Linked DNA regions of Mus musculus: region 1 is linked to region 2. A link is a contact called in public HiChIP or PLAC-seq data. All regions are on one chromosome and are shown on one strand. Each heading gives the region's core, a stretch centred on a gene start, on an enhancer-like site or on the middle of the called end of the contact. The rest is flanking DNA. Distances are from core to core; before and after follow the strand shown.

Region 1 (4,670 bases), core at 161-2,660, 380 kb before region 2:
AGGGTAATTTCTTTAAAATATTAAAGTTCGACTTGCCATTAAAGTGGCCATTATCATCCTTGATGCCATTAATATTACTTTATCGACCTTTCAGTCTAAGGAGTGTGGAGAAATTGGTCTTTGCTTCTTATTAGGATCTCTCAGGTTTGACTCAGGATCTAGGCTGTATAAGACCTGGAGGCTGCAGAGGGGACCAGGGAAGCTGCACTCTGCCCTGGGGCATCAGATTTGATGCCTACTGCAGCCTGGAAGTCGCTGGCTTTCTAGGTTTCAGAAAGAGGCACACATATCCAGTGCCTGGAGGGGCCTTCTTCACAGCATCATCACAGCTCTGAGGAGTTACAAACAAACACACAAGAATAAAGACATCAAAACACGGCACATCATTAAGGAGCATGGAATAGAAACACGGCTATTTTAGGTAGCCATAGCATTTGGTTGTGAACCTCAAGACTCTCCTGTGATCACATCTGCGTATATTTATAAACTTAGCATAGAAGCATGCGTCACAACTGATCTCTTGAAGTAGCAGAGGTTTCTGTGTGGGGGACGACTGTGGAATGTGACTGTGGGATTTAAAAGGGCAGGGGGGTGGGGGAAAGTAACTGTTCCAGCTGAGCGACTCTCCACAATGCGTTTTTGATGCAGTGACTAATTATTGTGATTATTTTCATCAGCAAAGACACCGGTAGAGCTAAACATATTTATTTTCTTTTTTTTTCCTCCTTGAAAAGTATAATATTTCAAGCTTTAGAGAAATTCCATATGTCTCCTCCCTATACTTAGGAAGTGTGCTCTCAGATGTTGTCACAAATGCTGAGCTACCTTGCTTCCCTTGTTCCTTCTGAGACAGTGTTCCTCTCTTCCAGTATCAGCTTGATAGAGCCAAGCCAAGCTTAATGAAAACACCCAGCCTCTGCCTTGCTAATATCCTCAGCTGACCTTCTGGGCTCCCTGTCACATAACTACATAGAGCTGGTTGCCAAATGTTAGAATTTAATCTAATGAGCACTCACAGTATTTTGATAGGGGGGAAAAGTAGTAAGTATAGAAAGTGTAAGTCTTTAAAGTTAGAGTTTTGTTCCCTGTAAAATTATTGGCCATAGTTTTAGAGGTTTATATTAAACATGCTCTCTTTAATGAATACTGAGCAGAAAAGGTACAGAAGAGAGCCAGGGTCCTGTTCCCACAGTTAGGAAGCTGAAAGATGAATGTGTTAGATCAAACAATACTAACTATCAAACAAGAACAAATCTTTAAACTTCTGATTCCCTACACGTCATGCACACGCACACGCATGCACACACACGCACACGTTCTTTGCACAACTGAGAATGATACACCAATTGAATCTGAAGTCAAATGAGCAGAGCTGGAAGCATATTGCTCAAGACGTGGCCTGTAAGGAACAGTCCAGCTTTTAATAGTGAGTCATCCTCACTGCCATGGAAACAGAAACCGACAGAAGCCCAGTGAGTCTGTCCCCTTCTCGTCCCTAAATTCTTATGAAGAATAAATGCCTTAGCCTGTATGCATTCTTGAATTCATATTATTATTGAGCACACTTCCATTTTTTTTAATTCATCACATAATCGTCCTTTATTTGCTCAGACAATTATGTGGTTAATTTGATTTTTCAGTCTTTGAACAAACTTTTTGGTAATTTAAATGCCTAATGAGTGGAAGACATCAGACCACCCTCCCTTCCACATGAGTAAAGTCCATCCAAGAATGATCATGCGTGAAAAATCAAACTATATTTCATTTTCTAGAGCTGACTTAAGTAAATGTAACCACTATACATTCACCTAACAACATTAAAATTCAGAATCCCAGAATTAGGACATCACAACAGTGAAAAAAAAATCAGTAACTGAAGAATACTCATTTTTAAAATTTAGTGTGAGGGGGAGATTTTGTGTGGGTGTGGGGGGCATGCCATGACCCATTGTCTAGAGATTAGAGGACAACTTTGTGGAGTTGGTTTTCTCCTTCCATCTTCTTGTAGGTTCTGGGGATTGAACTTGGGCCAGCTTTGAGCAGCAACTACCTTTAGCCACCAAGCCAATTATCCTTCTTTTGATGTGTGTGTGTGTGTGACAGTAAAAACATATGAAACTAGATGGAAAATTTTAGCTACAAATTTCAGAAAGCTTGTTTTAATGGGGCAGTGAGACCTGCTGATATCTCAGTGGAGACTATAAATGTCAACATATCTCATGCTTTCTTCATTCATAATGGCTTCCCTTCCACTCAGACTATGGCTATTTATTACACAACAAACTAGTATTTAAATGTCTTTGGTCTTACCAAGAGCACTAATGAAGATCTACCATTATGAGTTTTTCTTTCAAGCACTTTTGGAAACAACCCAAAATTAGACTTTTCACCTTTGATTGCAGAGAATGGCTTAACAAAATAGTAATTGTGGAACTTACTCATATTTATTGTATTTTTCTTAAAGATAGCCGGAATAGATTTCATATTTCATCATAGCGTCATAATGCAGCAGAGTGAACTTAGACATAAGCCACTCCTTGCTCCAGCGCAATCACTAAATAACCTTATACATGGGGAATCCTCCGTAAATGACCTTTTCTGATTTAAAGCTTTACTCAGACGACCTGCTACAACTTAAACAGGAAACAGCCAGACTCAGACGACCTGCATAATCTTAAACAGGAAGCAGCTTTGGGGCCTGCAAACTGCTCATCCTCCTTGGCAAATGGCTTTTGTTCTCTTGATCCTAGTGTGGCTGTTATGTCCACTGAGTCTCTATTTTTTAAATAGATATAATTTGCATACCATAACAATCCATTCATTTAAAACACATCTTCCAGGGGTTTTCAGTGAATCATCACTATTGTCTAATTCCATTGTGCTCAAGTAAAATCTATCTATTAGAGTATGTGGACATTTGGGACTATCTCCATTCGTTGGCTATTAAGGATACTGCTGCTGTGTTTGGGTTTGAGCTTTTATATAGAAATATGTTTTCCAGTTACTTGGGTATAGCTAGGACTTGCCCAGCTGTATAGTGACTTTTTTGTTTTGTTTTGTTTTTTGTTTTTTTGAGGAATTGACAAACTTGTACAAAGAAGCTATACCATGGGCTGGTGAGATGGCTCAGCAAGGGTGTTTGACAGGAACACTGACAACTTGGGTTTGATCCCCAGGTTCCATATGGTGGAAAGAGAGCTGATTGCAAGGTGTTCTCTGACTTCTACACACACCACCACCACCAAACAAACAAATAAAATAAGTAAACAAATACATGTATGTGAGGGAATCGGAAGAATGTAAGATAGTTTGAAGTGCTGTATGCATTATCACTCTCTAGACTTTCTACTATAATCATGAACTCACATCAGTTGTTGTGACTGGTCCTGCGCCAACACAAGAGCAGCCCCATCAACAGCCTTCTAGAAAAGTGGATGGTCCTCATGGGCCTACTCTTCACCTCCTAACTATTGTCTATCAATAAATTATGGGAGAAGGGAAATCACTGTTTTTAGTTGCATGCTAACTGCTGATTCCACCAGGCTCCTACAGATACCTTCAAAGCCACAATCACATAGATGACCCAGGTTAATATTGGCGGGTCACAAAATAAAATAGACATGAAATGTCCAAGAAAGATTCACAGGGAGGATATTTGTGGACAGGGTAGTAGGGAAGGAATCAGTATACAAAGGGTACACATATTAAAGTGTAAAAAAGTAACAATTAAATGCATAAATGTAATTTTAAAAAGGAAAGAGAGAAACAAAAGAAAGAAAGAAAGAAACAAGCAAACAAAACAAAACAAAGAAGCTACATCATGTCTTAATCCCACCAGCAGTGGATGAGGCTCCCATGAGCCTATTTTTTGGTTCAACAATATTTTCTCAAAAGCTTCCCCCATGCCTCTAGAGCCTTCTCTCATCTCACTGGCCAGATCTGGGTCACATGGCCTCTGTAACACCAAGCGAGTTTGGGAAAGTGAATAGGCCAAGTTTAAATGTCTGGTGTAGAAGGAAAATGAGGTTTGGCTTTTGTCTCCTGAGGGAATAGCATCTTTTCTGATGGAAGACTCCTCCTCAAATTCATATTACATGGAGTGGCAGATACACTGTCGTCCAATTGGCTCTGGAAGCTGAGACTAGAAGATTTCTGGAGAGTCCAACCTGAGCAACGCAGTGAGACCTTATCTGAAACATGGAAAAAAACAAAACAAAAAAAAAAACAAAAACAACCAAAGCTAATGGGGATGTGTTCTGGCTTATCACTATGGAAATTAGTATGTTGGTTCTTTGATGAACTAAAAATAGAGCTACCATATGACTCAGATGTACCCTGCCAGGCGTCCACCTGAACCACTGATTCAGCATACCACAGAGATCTAGGCATGGCCATGTTTATTGCTGCATTACTCATAATAGCCATCATTAGATGCTCATCAGCAAATGAATGGATGGAGGAAATGTGATGCGTACACAATGGAATTTTAATCAGCTGTGAAGAGGAATGAGATCGTGACACTTGCTGGAAGGCAGATGGGACTGAGCAGGGTCATAGGTGATGGAAACCTCAGAAAGACAACACACACAAGTATGGAGGACGTGACAGTAGGAAGGAGACAGTGGTGAGTGAAGAGGTCATAGGGGAGAGGACAAGGGAGAACAACAGAA
Region 2 (4,147 bases), core at 1,184-3,683:
CAGTGGTGGCACACGCCTTTAATCCCAGCACTTGGGAGGCAGAGGCACGAGGATTTCTGAGTTTGAGGCCAGCCTGGTCTACAGAGTGAGTTCCAGGACAGCCAGAACTACACAGAGAAACCCTGTCTTGAAAAAACAAAAACAAAAACAACAACAAAAAAAATCCTTTTTGTTTTTAAAGATTTATTTATTTTATGTATGTGAGTACACTGTTGCTGTCTTCAGACACACCAGAAGAGGGCTTCGGATCCCATTACAGATGGTTGTGAGCCACCATGTGATTGCTGGGAATTGAATTCAGGACCTCTGGAAGAGCAGTCTTACCCACTGAGCCATCTCTCCAGCCTAATCCTTTGGTTTTTATGTAGATAATGTGTTGCTAAGTTACTCAGGTTGAACTGAACTCTGCCATCCAGGCAGCCTTTGTACTTCCTCTAGTCTCCAACTTCCTAGCCTCCCACTAGGCCAGTGTTTTATTTCTTTTAAAATTGATTACATTTACTTAAGTGTGTGTTTGTGTAAGTGTGTGTGTGCTCTTGTGGAGGTCAGAGAACACTCTATGTTAGTTTTCTTCTACCTTACACATCTGGGTTGGCTTGGCACCAAGTGAGTTTGCCTGCTGAATCCTTCCGCTGGTATTTGTTTGTCTTTTGAGAGGGTTTTGTTTATTTGATCCAACTGTGTAGCCCAGGCTTCTCTTAGATTAGACATTCCCTCCTGCCTCAGTCTTGGGAGTGTTGAGAGTATAGGCATGTGACACCACACCTGGCTTACACTTATTCTCAAAGTTTTCTTTTCTGTCCGCTCTCTTCTTCAGAGTCTCAGTATGTTGCCTGGATGGCCTTCAAACCTCTGGGCTCTTGTTTCTACCTCCTGAGTGGCAGGGACTTGGGGTGTGCACCACCACACCCAGATTAATATTGACCTCTTATCACACTTGTGCAGGCAAATTATAGGTCTGCTGTCTGGAGCCCAGGCCAACTTGTTAGGAAGGAGAAAGGCTCAGACACCCCTAGGGTTGAAAGACAATAAAATTTTTGTTTTGTTTTGTTTTGTTTTTTATTTGTTTACAGTCTCCCCTTAGCCCAGGCAAACCTGGAACTAACTCTGTAGTTAGGCTGGTCTCAAACCCACATTGGTTCTACCTTACCCTCTCAAGTGCTGGGATTACTGGTGTGAGCCATCATCACCATGCCCTGACGGGCATGCCTTTACCTACCTTACTCCTAAATTTGCAAACACCTCAGGGTAGTTTTGCAGCTGGTGAAACTGGAGTTGTGTTGGGTTAAGTCACTCTTGCTTATCAATGTCACGTGACCATTTGTGCATAAGCTAAGAAAAATCTTTTTTCCAGTAGTGAGGCCTGAACCCTGTCGCCAGGGCCTCTTAAGCAAATGCTGTCACTGAGCTGTGTACCCTTAGCTCCCTGACCTGAAATCTCCACCCCTTCACGCCTGACATTCATGACTGCTTCCCGGTGACCTTGTGTCCTGGATCCCTGCTTCTTATAGTCCTTCTTTCCCCTAGAGGCAGGCTCAGAAAGCTGTTTTCCTCTTACTCTTGTCTCGGGTCATTTGGCTGAGGAATTGCAGCTGCCTGGGCGGGGCTGGATGGTAGAGGTGTCTGGATCCGCAGAGAGGAAGCGACTGGAGTTCTCAAGAGTCCTGGGTTCACACTGACCCTTCCTGGTGTTCCCTGGCCCATTGCAGTCCTCCTGGGCATTGCCTAGGCTCCCCGTGTTTCTGCTTGCTTACACCCAGTCCTCAGGATGTCCTCTTCCCTTGCTAGAGCCTCAGCCTACGAGCCCGAAGCTCACATCCTGGGGGTTAATTTCTACCAACTCTAATGCCTTCAAATCCCAGGCTGAGCCTTCAGGCCAGGGTACAGCCTGCAGAGCTGACTCATGTGAAGTAGCTATTGGGTGACAAAGGTGAGAGTGGGCAGAAGCCTCCAGCTGCCCCTCCCATCCCTCCCCCCCCCCCCCAATCTGGGCTCCAAGCCACTGTCCCACGCAGCTTTCAGGGGGAAATGTCCTGATCTAAACTAAGACCAGTGCTATTTCCTGGGTCACAAGATCTCCACTGTGCCCCCTGGACAAATCTCGGTGACACCGGGTGCTTGAGCTGCATGGCTGGACAGGCTCCAGGCTTTGATGCAGCTTCTGCTTGAGGCGTTTACCCCAGCAGCTTGGCCAAGCTAAAGCAACCATTCATCCTGACTGTTTCCAAATGGGGGACTTCCTCTGATGGGAAGATCGTCTGATTCTAATGGGGTCTACATCTTGCCTTAAGTGCTGCTCCTAGAAGACACTAGCGCCAGCCCCCTGGGAGTAGAAACTGTCTACTCCCTCCCACCTACACCTCTGGAGAAATCCACGCACCCACCCTCACACCCCAGTACTGCGGTCATTCCTAACACAACACACCCCAGTGACCGCAAACATCCTCCCTCCTACACACAGCTGGACCTGATCTACAGAGGCGTTAATTCCTCAGGACCTGAACAGCGGCTGTTCCAAGTCCAGGGAGACCTCACGCCGACCTTCAAGGAACAAGAGAGGGGCCCGTCGCTGGACACCCAGGATGGTCTCCGCCCACCCTCTTTCCCATCAAAGCCTTTTCTCCGACATAGCTCCGTAGAGACAGTTCAGGCCCTTACGTGGCAGTGTGCGGCGCCCTCGTGTGGCCCATAGCCACCCAGCACGCTGGCCCCCTGGACCTTAGCTTTACCTCGGCTCCCCTGGCACACCTAGGTGTCCCCTCCCCCATCCGCTCCCCCCAGCTGTCCCCACCGGATGTCAGAACTCCACCTATTCCTGTACGGTGGCTTCCTGTCGGTCAGACCAGGTTAACCTGCTCTTTCCATTAATAGGAGGCTTTGAGAGTCTGGAGCAGGAATCCTGCCACGCTTAGCAGATGCCCTGCTGAAGTGAATTTCCTCATGTGTCTGTCTCCCTGCCCACTCTGAAAGGGCTTCGTCTAGGAAGTGAAAGAAAGGAAAACAAAAACAAAATTACAAAACCAGAGTAAGTTCGCAAGAAAACCAGAGTCACCCATCATCAACTGGGCTTTGACAATTTATCCACCGGAGGGAATGCGAGCTGACTTTCAAGCGTTAAGATTTATGGGAGGCTATTGGTACTGGGCACATAGCTAAGGCAAAGATAAGTCAATCATGCTTAGTGGAGCCAAAACCAGGTTGTTTACCAACCTTCACTGATGATAGTGACGATGATGATGATGGCAAAAAGAGAAATAGCTGTAATTCCAAGTAAGCCAGTTTAGCTGTTATGAATAGGAAATCCCCTTTGGGCTAACCTGTACAAGCCCAGTTAACCTATCTTTGTGAGGTTTTTTTGTTTTTTGTTTGTTGGTTTGTTTGTTTTGTCTTTTTGTTTTTTGAGAAAGGGTTTCTCTGTATAGCCCTGGCTGTCCTGGAACTCACTTTGTATACCAGGCTGGCCTTGAACTCAGAAATCCGCCTGCCTCTGCCTCCCGAGTGCTGGGATTAAAGGCATGCGCCACCACGCCCGGCTTCTATGTGAGTTTTTGTTGTTTTTTTGTTTTTGTTTTTGTTTTTGAGATGGTCTCACGATGCAGCAGCCCTGGCCAGCTTGGAACTAACAGAGATCTACCTACCTTTACCTCCAGAGTTCTGGGATTTAAAGAGTGCCACCTTTTGATTGGCTGATTGATTATTTGATGCTGGGAACTGAACTCATATCAGAGTCTTAGTCACTCTTCTGCTGTTGGCATTGAACACCCCCCCCCCCACAGCACCCCCACCCACCCCCCACCCATCCACCCCCCACCCTGCTGCCTCAAGCAAATCTGCTTTTCATTTTGTTTCTACTTCTTCAGACCCCTTTTCTATAAGGCAAACTCCAGGATGTGTTGTTGTGACTCATGAACCACAAATAAAAGGCCTATGATTAAGTTTATTGATTTGTTAACGACTCTCCTCCATTTTAAGGCATAGCCTTATGCGGTTCAACTGGCCTGGGACCCTTGGTCCTCCAACCTCCGTGCAAAGGCTAGGATGACAAGTATCTGACACACTGGCCGGCTTTTGTTATTTTCTTTGCGAATTTGTTTCTGTCTTTATTTTTTGAGGCAGGATTTCTCTGTGGCCTTGGCTGTCCTGAAAC

The links. HiChIP or PLAC-seq counts read pairs in DNA pulled down with a chosen protein or histone mark.
Region 1: a FOXA1 HiChIP or PLAC-seq map of pancreatic cancer cells shows a contact between it and region 2. The contact joins two enhancer-like sites. A contact is called at or near these places in 1 of 484 Hi-C or Micro-C datasets (muscle stem cells) and 1 of 115 datasets of contacts at active chromatin or transcription factors (pancreatic cancer cells).

The regions. Positions count from the first base shown.
Region 1 is chr3:104,294,646-104,299,315 of GRCm38.p6, forward strand. No RefSeq gene overlaps it. Among named protein-coding and RNA genes, the nearest start is that of Gm5546, 63 kb to the right of the region's middle. Within about 2 kb of position 1,411, at least 83 of the 459 cell types and tissues checked have an H3K27ac peak or open chromatin away from gene starts, as enhancers often do. A contact at or near this core is called in pancreatic cancer cells, where this site is marked.
Region 2 is chr3:104,672,913-104,677,059 of GRCm38.p6, forward strand. No RefSeq gene overlaps it. Among named protein-coding and RNA genes, the nearest start is that of Gm34548, 5.6 kb to the right of the region's middle. Within about 2 kb of position 2,434, at least 184 of the 459 cell types and tissues checked have an H3K27ac peak or open chromatin away from gene starts, as enhancers often do. A contact at or near this core is called in pancreatic cancer cells, where this site is marked.